2 separate regions of the Pungitius pungitius genome follow, and region 1 is linked to region 2. The links are chromatin contacts, called in public Hi-C maps. All regions are on one chromosome and are shown on one strand. The core of a region is the stretch at or near the end of the contact, and the rest is flanking DNA. Distances in the headings are between cores, read along the strand shown. Region 1 holds the start of slc17a6b (solute carrier family 17 member 6b). Region 2 holds the start of bdnf (brain-derived neurotrophic factor).

Region 1 (6,716 bases), core at 2,167-4,666, 240 kb before region 2:
ACCACCTGCAGGTATTGCCTCTGGATTCAGCTGTTAGTTGAAGTTGTAAACTAAACTTTATAGGTTTGTTATGTCAGTGTTTTCTTTACAGCTTATTGTCTGAGTGGATGATTGTTTTGAATGAGTTGCTCAAGAATTATCATTGTAATGAATACATTTTTTTTTTAAAAGTGTTTACGTTGTATGCGCTATATGGAAAGTTCTATAGAATTCACTGTTTTGTGTTGACCTTGATGGAACTTTTCTGACAGTAGGAAGTTGTTCTTTTCAGATACCGGGACTACCGTTACCCTCCAGGCCACCAGAAGGAGTACACTCACACCATGCAGTTCTGGCACATCCTGGCTGCCAAAATGGCCTTCATTATTATCATGGAGGTAAGGCTCCTTCTTCCCTCTTCCTGCTCAGAGAATAAAGGCTCAACTTGAAAAGTTTTTTTCTTGACCGTGTGATTGTTCTCCCACTGCAGCATGTTGTATTCGTGGTGAAGTTCCTCGTGGCGTGGATGATCCCAGACGTGCCTACAGGCGTGAAGGCTCGATTTAAGCGAGAGCGTTACTTGATCCAAGAGTACCTGCATAACTACGAGGTGGAGCGGCTCAAACTCCAGCTCAGTGCCAGTTTCATCACGGAGCCGCCGTCAGAAATGTCCCTGCTGACCGACAAGCAAGAAATGGTGTCTGAGTGCCTGTTGCCTTGAGCCATTAAGCTTTGAGCCATCGTCGGACCGAGAGCATCCATATACAAGGGCTTCTTGTGTCTTTTACTGCTGAATGGACTCCTATATTAGGATGCAACGTTTTATTTTGCTTAAAATCTGCTTTTTGAATGGATGAAACATTCCTGTGCCAAAAAAACATGATAGTGGGAAGAAGCAAAGAGCAAAAAGTGCAGCCTTTATCATTCCTCACGTAATGTCTTCTTATTGAAAAATAATAATCTCTGTATGTGTCAATAGAGTTAAAGTTTGTTGTGTTGAACATGTGTCATTAGATATAATTACCCTTAAAAGAGTTTGCTACGATATAATTTCTTAAATGTCCTGCATGTGATTCTTCTGATCGGAATACAAGATGAAGGAATCAACTGTTTCAAAAAAGAAATGTACGTGGTAAAAAAAAAATCATATCATTTTGGAGATATAACTCATGCATTACATCCCTTTTCTATCATTGAACCATTACAGGAGCTTATTTTTAATTGGTAGCTAAGTATTGTTTAGTTCCACTGATCTGTAGCCCGGCTATGAGGTTGTCAGTTGTATTATTAGAGGATGTTTAGAGAAAGTCTGCGCATTTGAAAACCAGGTACCTCCCTCATACCGCAGTGATAGTGTAACAATTAAAGGGGGGAATATCAGTCCGCCCTTTCTTAGTAACATGGTGAGACAGCAGCTGCAGGCTCATGCATCACATCTTACATGTGTATTTCCAACTTGCTTTGGGACCAATTAGATTTCTACCAAGAGAAAAGACTACACCAAGAATATCTCTGACAGATCTGCTGCCTGATTACAATCAGTTCATGTGAGTCGAGGACGATCGTGTTGATCGACTTTACTCCTCCTTGTCTCCACATGCTGTGGGCGTAAACAATTAAAATCGACATCGCAGAGGTACACAGGAAAGAGAAGAATTTCTTGTGCCCAGAGTGTGGATTTCAGTGAAGGACATTTAGTAACTCTCTCATACTCTGTGGTTACTAAGTGTTCCTGTAAATATAAATAATAAATAATCTATTTAAAAGGGTTGCACTGCAAGTATGTTATTTGTTCGCTTCTGCAATGTAGCTTAAAGCTTTTTTGTTAGAGTAAGATTGATTTGATTTACAACACCTGATTTCTTATTTTGTACTATTTGTTGCCTCATAACACCCGTTGGTTTAGACAACTTTTCAAATACATTGTAATCTATAAAATTGCTACTTTTTGAAGGGATCTAAGTGATAAAGAAACAGAGATTAGACGCAGAGATCCTCTTTAGCTAAAAACGTCTTTTCTTTGTTTATGTTAAACCTCTTTGTAAATGAGACAGTTGTGATTTCAAATATCAGCAAATTTTGACATCCAAAAACTCAAAGAGCCTGAACATGCAATGCACACGTCTGACATTTGCATAGCATGGTCTTGCAATATGCATGATGTGTTTCCCAACTAACAAATGCCTTACACCTCTGTGCTTACCTGTTTTTGTATCATTTTGTAATAGGTTTACTGTGAACTTAGAATGGTTGTGCTGACATGCAGGAAAATTGTTGATATTTCCAGTAAATAAAGAAATACCTATCTACAGTGTAAATATGTTTTGTTGTTGCATAAAACATAAAAGCGGAGACAGAAATAAATAAGAATGTTGTAACCGTCCAGGTTAAGAAAAAAGGGCTTAAAATGTAAAACCACCCTACGTGTTTAAGTGTAAAAACATACATATGTACATGTAAATACTTTGTAGTTCCACTACTGGACACAAGATGTCTTCAGAAGCACAGTAAGCACTCTCAGTATTACCAAGACAACACCTGTGTAAGTTGCATCTTTGAACAAGATTGGCTTCCAAATTAGTTATGAGGTCACAAAACCATGCCATAATTGTAAGTGTGTAATTTAAGGTGAGAGAACACAAACTTACTTCCTCCAGTAAGGGAACATGACAACAGATTTCCAGGTTATCTCTGTTTCACACAGGTCACTATGCACAGAGAAGCTCAAAAATACGAGAGGCTGCATCATTTTGAATTTAACTTTACTAAAAACAAAATAATAATGTAATATACAATATCATTTTGCAAGGTACATCATGTGCTTGGGTGCGATAGCAAGATTCGGTTGACCACTAGATGGTGTCCAATACCAACGAATGACAAAGAAGACATGGCTTGTGTGCTTTCTCTTTTGTTCGCACATCTTAGCTCTTTGAATTATTATTTTATTATTATCATTAATATTATTATAATAATTCGTATTATTGTATCCTTTTCTTCTTATCAGATCTTTGAATCTCAGAATTTGAATCTCATTACATCTGTATACATAAAAAATGTTTCACAAATTGTGTGCATGCTTTGGTGGGGAGATGTAGTTGCCAGGGGAATGAAAATAAGATTAAATTATTGATGGATTCCTACATTGAGCAGAGGAGCTTGTTGTGGGGGAAATCCACTCCTGCTCATTTGGTTTCCATAGCACCGCCTTCGGGAGAGCTACATCTTACAAAAATGGGAGTGACTTGTTCATTTGAAAAAATATAGGCACATTTAAGCATAAAAATGCCAAAGGAAGATGTATAATCTATAAAGTTATAGCCTTTTAAATGTTATGTTTTATATGCAGCGATATGAAGCGAAAAATTGAACTAAACATTTCCTCGTCTCCCACTCGGTGTTTTTTCTTAAATGTCTCATGTGAACCAAGTCATACATATACATTTATTTTTCAGCATGTTATATGTTAATCCTGGCCTTAATGTGTGCTGAGCAACTGGCCAGATGTTGAGCGCGGAAATGCTGTCGCTGACCTCGGTGCTGAACACGACGTCAGATAAACCTGCGCGCACCACAGGAGACACGATACAGCCTCACTCCCTCTTTGATTTATAGAAGCTACACCAAACAACCACTTCCGCTTTCTAAACTTTGAGCGCTATTATTTTTCCGTTCATTCACTCTCTCTCTCTCTCTCTCTCTCTCTAACTCTCTTACTCGCACTCTCTATTTTTTATTCCGGAAAAATCCACGACGCTGGCTGACAGTTTCACTCATTTTCGTGTTCCGTCGTGATGGCACTTGGCGTGGCTACTGTGCGTCAGGCAGGAGGTGATATGGTGGCGGATGAAGGCGCGCAGGTCGTTTGATTCCTCTTCTAGTTTTTTTTTGCTTTAGCGCTCACTTTCGTTGTGAAAAATTGACTCGTCTTCCGGATAGTCACCTCCCTGGACTCCCGTTTATCACAACTTCGTTTGTGGGTTTCCTTGTAGCCGCTGCAGTTGGCCATGCTGCGCCGTAACATGACGATTAAGCATTAAATTACAAGTGAGAAATAGGCCTATACATAGAAATCGGACATGGAGTCAGTAAAGACGAGAGCCGCGGCGGGGGTGAAGGAATTTGCGGGGAAGACCTTGGGTCAAATGTACAGGTAAGGACAGACTTGTTTTTTTTTATCTTGATGGGCATAGACCTGTTGTAGTGTGATGATATGCATGCTTGTTCTTTTAACTAAGCACGAGTCAGGGGTGTGTGTAGGTGTGCAGGTCACCCCAAACTGTTTTACAACTTACAGGGATCTCTAGTCACGCCTCTAGACGTGAGAGGAAAATTATGCAATCATGTGCGTGTGTAGGCTTGTGTGTGTGTGTGTGTGTGTGTGTGTGTGTGTGTGTGTGTGTGTGTGTGTGTGTGTGTGTGTGTGTGTGAGAGAGAGAGAGAGAGAGAGAGAGAGAGATAGCGCGCTGGGGTTGCGTGCACTTAGATTGCACTGAATAATATCGTGCACGTAGCCAGTTCTTCCTGGTGCAGGGGCCCTGTGTGTATCTCATAAGCAGACAGTTTAAACATGACGTGCAGGTGACGCGCCGGTTTTTGAGGATTCATTAATAATTTGGAATCCATTTGATGCATCCTTTAAATGCATCATGATAAACGTGCAGCCCGTGTCTCTAATTAACGAAAAAATAAGCAACATGGGGAACCAACCAAGATGCAAATGCTGTTTCATTCTGACATTTTGCTCGGTTTGCATATATTATTACGATATTTATTTATCGTTATTTTGTCTGAAGTAGAAATACAATAAAACGACCATGCAAATTAATTGATGTACTGCAGTTATGCTTTCAATAATCCTTCAGAAAGCTCAGTTATTCTATATGTTCCCAAGGACTAAATCGATTTGCATTTTTTCGATTCTTTTTCGTTAATTATTTATGTTGCTTTTCAGGGGTTTGCAGACAGACGCATTTTCATTTTTAGGTTTTCATCATGTGACCAGTAAAAGTGACGTCCACTGAAACGAAAAGGGGGGGCCTTTGAGGAATGCCCACAGAGGTGTGTGTCTGGTGACTGGGGCTGCTGCTCGGTCCCGTGAATGCTAATGAGTGTGAAAGTGAGCGGGCTGCTGCAATGCGGTACAGTCGGGGTCGTGTTCGCCTCGTCTCAGCTCTGCAGGCCTAGTCGTTTTTATTTCTTTTTTTGTTCTATTTTTTTATGTCCAAATACAGAATCCATGTTTTGCATTGCATTCTTTCCGGGTGTCTATTGAGTCCTCTCAAGATATGGCTTAAGCATGGCAGAATAAAATAGCACAAGGAGGCCTGTCCATTCGTGCAGCCGATGCATATTGTTTATGCTGGAATAACGGTCTCTGAATTTTCTTCTCTGACTTGACACATAGAGAATCTCAGATTGGCACACTAACCAATCAACTGCCCAGTCCATAATCAAATAGAGATGTAAATTAAAGAAATGGGCCTCCTCAGATATGTGTCCCATTACAGGAGCAATTATTTTAGGGGAGGAATCTTCTCGTTCGATCAGGGGACACTGACAAGTGTCCTCACGTGGCTGTTGCAGAGTGATGGAGAGGAAACAAAAAACCGGGGAGGTGATCGAGCTGACGGAGGATGGGCGGCCCCGGGAGGCCGCGGAGAAGAAACCCCCGCTGTGCGACTGCAGCTGCTTCGGGCTGCCCCGCCGCTACATCATCGCCCTCATGAGCGGCCTGGGCTTCTGCATCTCCTTCGGTATCCGGTGTAACCTGGGCGTGGCCATAGTGGGCATGGTCAACAACAGCACCCTCCACCAGAACGGCAAGATCATCATCACGGAGGTGTGGCAACGGCGGCGATCACGACTGGCGCACAGGCAACTTAGCCCGCATGCCTCAAGACACAAGACACCCGACTCTTATTTAATCAAGGAACTAAGGGACAGGAGAAGGACATTAGCCCACATATGAGAAACCGAATAAGAAAGAATATTCATCCTAAATAGCCCCAAATGATCCTTGGCTCATGAGCGTGTGCACAATTTAAGTGTGTATTTGTGCTTAACGAAAATCTTTTGATGGCTTGAGATATTCGGCCTCAATCACTACTTTGCATCATTACAATGCTGGCATTGTTTTAAAATGTCAGCTAGCTCTAATTGCAGGGATGACATGCGGTATATGCGTAATATATTGTCGGAAATCGGCCATGTGATACCATTTTCAAAGTATCAAACGTATACATATGGATAGACCAAATAATGGAACCCAGTATTAATTGACTTCATTCTAATTCGAAAGCATATACATACACACGAATACATACACACGATATACACGAATCTTTAAAAATATGTGTCAAATAACTGTATTTGAAACAGCTACAATGTATATAATTTAACATTGCATTTGTATTTTTAGCGTTTAAGCCACATAATAACTAAATCATAGCCTACATCTGACAAGATACTTCAACATATATTAATAGTTTGTCTTTCACAGCGCAGGATACATATATGCTTGTGATGCACCGATTCATTTATTCTCATCGAAATAACCCTTTGCACGGGTTCAACGGGCTGAGCGGGTTCAAATAAACGGGCCTCGGTCTATTCAGAGAATTCACCTATTTTATTTGTTTCTTGATTCATAGCCTTCAAGCTTGTTTTTTTATTCACTGGTATTGTTTTTTTTCTTCACATTACCCCCCCCCCCCCCCCCCCCCCCCCAGAAAGCC
Region 2 (6,044 bases), core at 1,854-4,353:
TCTACTGTGCAATGTTTGGCTAATCATGAAGGGGCTACCATTTGCAGAGTTGCCTTGCATGCAAAATTTCAGGTCACTACCACGGGGGAACCAATAATGCCTTTGGCTAAGCAACAAGATGCAAATGCATCTAGTCAAATCAGCCCTTACCATACACGATCAAGCTCACGCTAACACATAATCTCATCGCTGCGCACCGCGCTGCAGAATTACATCTAATGAATTCTGACAATGCAATATTTGGTCTGAGAAAAGTTTAAATCGATAAACTCAACTTATCAAAGATATTCTAGATAGTTCTAAATCCTAATTTTGTCTTCAACCTCCTTTCCTGCATACTGTGGTTTGGCAGCCTCTCAGTCAAGTGCAGGCCCAGATTACCCATCACACCCAGGAAGTCATAAAGCTAACAGCCCACAGGCAGCATCCTCCACCCGAGCAGACGCCGGTTAGTCAGAGTGAGGAGATCAATACACTTGTTTGTCACCACCCAATGCTGAAGGTATCTCCCCTCAGGCCCAAAACACAAAGTTTACATACTCACCTGGTGTTGAACTGGTAAAAGAGGGCTGGAAAAAGACAGACGACACAGTCCTGAGCAAAGCCAGATGGAAACCCTCAATATCACAACAGCACATTCAGTCGAATTTCAGCCTGCCGAGCCACTGGGGCAACCCAAATATCGTTCTTCCTGACGCTGTCCATCACACTATACATAGAACGCCGAAATTAGCACAAATGGAGCACTCCCCATCAGTGTGAAGTATGGTGGCAGTTCAGCGATTATTTACGGGGATGCATTACTTTTTGAAGACCTGAGCCCTGAGTCACCGGCCGAGCCTGGTAATTAATTCCTCACTCCACAGAAATATTAAGGAGCCACGTGACAGAATGACAGATGCGTAGCAAGAAGCCGACTGTCAAAAGGGTGACTGGATTAGACTATTTTGACTAGTTCATTATGAAATTGGGTTTTTATGTAAATGAATGAAGACTTTGTATACTAAACAGGTTAGGTTTATACTTTGACTGTTAAAGGCTGAATACAAGAGACATGAGCTCGGATAGTTTGATTTACTGCTGTGTAATCAGAGTATTTGTTGTTTTCTCTGTGCTCTTTGTTTGGTTTGTCCCAGAGCTCAACTTCCTGTAGATACAAGAGGTGGAGGGGGGAGAGAGGAGGGGCTACACTGGGATCAGACAGTAAGAGATAACCTGCCATCAGCAGGCCTTCTATTTTTAACCACAGGTACTAGTCGCACATGACGTGGAGCTCTTCTTATCAATATTTATGGAACAAAGATCAAGACAGTAATTATGCTCGTGGCCACCGACTGGATACATCCTCCACTAATAGTTGTCATTACGGTGACGGGAAGGAAAGTGCTGATTGACTCTGAATTTTAGGCTGGCACTTTACGTTTAAGTAATGATTCTAGAGACTAGGCAGGGCCCAAATGCAATTAGCAGACGCAAACAGGGAAATATGATGACTTCAGTGTTAAAGGGAAGTTAGCAATACTTTCGTTGATTCATTTTACACAGTTGTCATTTGACAAGGTGGAGCTGGGATTCACTTTCAGTCTTTTATAAGCAGATTGTAGGATTCGATCACAGGTGGGTTGCTGCTTTGCAAGGAAAGACAACAAGTGGTTCTGAGACAACTAGTAGAGAGGGAGCGTTCCTGCTGTTATTGTTACATCTTCTTTGCTCTTTAATGAATATCAATGTCAGTGTTTCCTTCACACCACAAAGGTCTGTAATGGCTCAAATGTTTCTTCATTTTTATCCCACGGTGCAGCGCGTTGGCTACACATTTTAATAACACTCCCTCTGCCAAGATATATTCCGCTCGAACACTTAAAAGTTCCAAGAGGACGCTCACAAGAGGTGAAGTATCTTGGCGGGCCATAGAGCAAAATGCCATGCGGTCATATGCAGCCCAGGGGATAAAGTGATTGATCTGTGACCTCAGACTCAGCCATAAGATATTGTGGTGAAGAGTGCGGGGGTGGCTATGGATAGTGGAAAAGGGACGAGCATGAGTCAGTTACAGAGTCTGTGAAAAGCTGTGGGAGCAGAGGAAGTGTTAACAACATCACAAGTAGGAGCAAGTCGAGTTACCACGTCAGGAATCAGAAAGGACTGGGAGTAGGATGATGGTAGGAGTCCAAGAGGTGATGGGACACATACATCCTGATCCTAATAATGTGAAACCAATGAAGGGGAATTGTTCATCCACAGCATGGTGTCCACGCTGAGCTGAAACGTGTTACCTCTCTCTTTACGTCACTCCCTTTTATTTGCAGCCTGTAATGAGTAGCTGCTGTGTGAAAAAAAACTATTTTTAAAGGAGGGAGTTCAAGGATAATAAGCTATGTGGGAATTTCGGCACTTGTTGCATGGTGCCATGAAGAACTTTGTACATTTTTCTTTTCATTTAATACCCACGGTTGTAATTTTTTATCTTTTTATGCCATCTTGTGTCTTTGAGACAGAAATGAGGGATATAAGTTCAGATATTTGTTCTTCATTTTTTTGGCCACTGCCTCGACAACCAAGATGACATAACACATGCATTGTCAGATCAAACCATCAACTGATACCCAAGATGGGTACAATATGGACAAGTGACACAAACACGTTTCACGTTGCTGACAAAACATATTCATATTTAATTGTGAGCACACATTCAAATCGGTGCAGTTCTGTTGAAAAAAAAAGCGCGTAGACTCTACCCAGAGTATCTAAATGAGCATCGAGTTACCCTAAGCCCTGGGATGAGCAGCTGTTTTTGTTTTTGTGAGAGAAGTCTATGGATGTGTCAGATTAGTGCTAATGGTTCCTGGCGGACGCCTCCAGGTCCCGATGACGCGCCACCCATGAAGCGTGATTTCCTTAAACTATGACCAAGAAATAAGTCTTTTCAAACCACGAGAATGACACTTCTCTTACAAACACTCGAGAGAAAGTTTGCGGTGCTGGCAAAGTGTCAGGAAAATATCACCTATTACTCATGTTACTTAGTACATTTGGGGCTTCACTTACAAGCGCTGCGCTTCGTCACTGCATAACAATCAGCTGGCTGAGTGTTGGTAGTGCAACTGATGGAATTTTACTGAAAACAGATTTCATCTTTGAACTTCCAGATATCCCTGATCGAAAAGTATCATTTGCGGCTTTCAACGCTGTGGTCGCTATTCTGCCCGAGTAATCACGCTTCCGGAGGACGTGGATTAACTTTTTTTTCCCTGTAATATCTGTCCGGGGGAGAGAAAAAACGCAGCACTTCCACAGGATTTGACAATGTAAGTATGTATGAGAGTGTTTGGTCCAGGGGGGGGAGGAGGTTGTTTTTCTTTTAGAGCAGCAACAAGTTCCTCAAGAACTTGTCAGGCAGACACAGGGGCGCTAGAAATGTGCTATCTGTGTTTGCAAAATGCGATGTGTACGTCGTCCTTGTTAGAAAAAAAAACAAACATTCAAATGACCAACTGCGCGTACGCGCAATTAGCGCATGGCCCTTCACCAAAGAGAGAGATAACGGTCTATGACACAAAACTAGTCGATGTGGACGTGTATCCGAAGTTGTATGTGTCTGCATCGTTGCTCAATGCAGATTTTAAAATATGAGGCAGTGAGCGAGCGATCAGTCAGGCACTGACATCCCCATAAACTTGGATTGCCGTCGCTTATTTCAATCACGTAAGACCCCTAATGGCGTTGACCGGGCGAGGGTGTTACGTATATCTGTGCCCGCTTTTTCTGACAACCAAGGCTTGTTGGTATTTGTCTTTAGCGGATAGAGCCACCAAGGTGTTGCCTGAGAGAGTTTAAGCACACCGACATTGCAAAGGGTTATTAGATTCATAAGTCAGCGAAGTGGTGGGCGATCTACTGAGCGCAGCAGAAGTTCTCATATGATGACTTCAAACAAGACACATTACCTACCAGCATCTGTTGGAGTGAGTGGATATTAAGACACTTCTATCTCCAGGAAAGCGTAGGGGAAAATGGTAAGTAGCAATGGAAACACACAGCATATGAAGGATGATTACCAGTAAAAAAGTCGTGCTTGCTATTTAGTCTGGCAGCGCATTGCTGGAAGGGTTGGACTCAGGGGCTACTTGAGTAACTCAGTATCGAGATCCATGTCTGCTGAGGCTGATGTTGACATAGCCCCTGTGGAAAGACAGATTGTGTGGCATTTCTTTGGCTGTGGATATGCCAGTACAGTGAGAGAGGTAAGAAAATATTGCATTGTGTCTGCGCGCAATGTGTGGATGTGATGAAGGCTGGATACCGGTCTTGAAGGGCTGTGTGTGTGAGTCTGTGTTTGTGTGACAGGGCTTTATGTTTTATGCATGTATGTATGTATGTTATATCTTTGCGGTGCTCGTGTTTTAAGAAAGCAACATGTGCCTGTGACACTTTCCACAAGCATGACATTAAGAACAATAGTGTTCCGTATCAGCGGTGCCAGTTGTCATTTGGCGTGAGAGTGGAGCCGTTTTTTGGGGGGGCTGTGTGGAGGTGGGGGGTTAGGTGGTTGTATACTGAATTGAACCGGCGTTTCATAGGTGCTATTCGCGATATAGGTGCTGTTATCTGGAAGGAAATGTCCGACCAACATGTGATCAAATATTAACAGGACTGGTTTGGCAATGGGGGGTGGGGGTGGGAGAGGGGGGAGTACACGTGACAAGACGCGGGGAAGCAGCAGAGTAAAAAAAAAGAAAAAAAAGAAAACCAGTTTAAAGTGGGCGCTCAAAAAGAAGTATATAGATATTTCGTCGGCCCCTCTTAGTTACCGTGGCTGTGTAATGCTTTCAGCACGTTGGACAGAGGCACCGGAGTCGTGCATGGACTAAACCGCTGAGTGGACGCCAACTCTCTTTCTCTCTTTCCCCAGCCCCCCCTTTGCCAAACCTGGGATTGTTTTTTCAACTTTTGGTAAGCCTATTGTGAGGGAGCCTGTGGTCTGTTAACGGAGAATAAAAGGGATTCTAATGAGAAGAGAAAATATAAAAAAACAACTACAGGGAAAGCAAGCACTTGCCATTAAAATAGCTCGTGCTTTACGATGTGTTTTTGCAGAGCATTGGGAAAGTTGAAATGTTAGGTCGTCTGGTCTTTCGCACACCACATTGCCGGTACCTATAAGCCCCCACACACTGCGTTAAACTTTGGGACATGCAAGTCTTGGTCGCGGAGATCTAACCACGCACATTGTGGTTGTCAGCCCTCGTAAAGGTAAGAGCACAATCCATTGTTTTCATGTCACTCTTATGTTGCTGTCGTCTTTGCGGGCTTCTTCTTGCTTTTCTCAAACGAACTTCGGCTTTAAAACTACAGCATGGCAGCCTTCGCTTTGCCGGTGTGTGAATTGTGGGCATCAGTCACCGAAATAACTCCGAAATGAAATCCGATCCAGGTGACTAATAGCTCGTATGCCACCTTCCTTTTTTTAAATCGAAGTTAGGCTGTATTTATAGAAGATCTGTGCGTGTGCATTGTCATATCAGCTTTGAGTCATGTGAAACGTTTCAATTGGGACTCGTCTTCGTGCTTGAGATTTTTGGAAACAGATCTTTTGAAGCCGTTTTTTTGGACTTCCCGACCACTGCCTACTGCAACATAATTTGCGTAATCGTTGTGCCTAATCATGCTCCCGATGTGGGACTTAATACGCTGCAGTGATCCTTCCAGCCGGCACGAACTGAAGTAGGCTACTGATGCCCGGTGCACATCACAAAATTGTGAGGAAAAAAACTCTATCCAGCCATCTGTCGTCCTATCTTTCTATCTTTATCTTTATATCTATTTATCCATCTGTGCTTTTTTTTCATGTTTAGTCTGCTGCATTCATGTTTTGTCTCGATGTCAAACCCTCTGGATTTTGTAATCGACCAAAAATAGCCCTACTCTTTACCCTCCAGCCCCCCTCCTCCCCTCCCTCCATCGCCCCCCCTCCCGTCATCGCCATCAAATCACTTGTGTTTTTACTACGACTGCTCCACGGTTTCATTCATAAGGTGCTTTTC

Evidence for each region. A called contact is a pair of places that touch in the nucleus more often than the background predicts.
Region 1: a contact with region 2 is called in a Hi-C map of muscle, with 4 times the contacts expected there. The contact joins the promoter of slc17a6b here to the promoter of bdnf in region 2. A contact is called at or near these places in 2 of 2 Hi-C or Micro-C datasets (both in muscle).

What each region holds. Positions count from the first base shown.
Region 1 is chr4:11,260,619-11,267,334 of fPunPun2.1, reverse strand. slc17a6b (solute carrier family 17 member 6b) reads left to right here and starts at 3,416. Exons shown (of 12, transcript XM_037450145.2): 1 at 3,416-4,132; 2 at 5,566-5,821; 3 at 6,711-6,716. The coding sequence starts at 4,059. ano5b (anoctamin 5b) reads left to right here. Exons shown (of 20, transcript XM_037448590.2): 18 at 1-11; 19 at 272-377; 20 at 470-2,297. The coding sequence ends at 700.
Region 2 is chr4:11,018,800-11,024,843 of fPunPun2.1, reverse strand. It overlaps bdnf (brain-derived neurotrophic factor), which reads left to right and starts at 3,103. Exons shown (of 2, transcript XM_037454706.2): 1 at 3,103-3,308.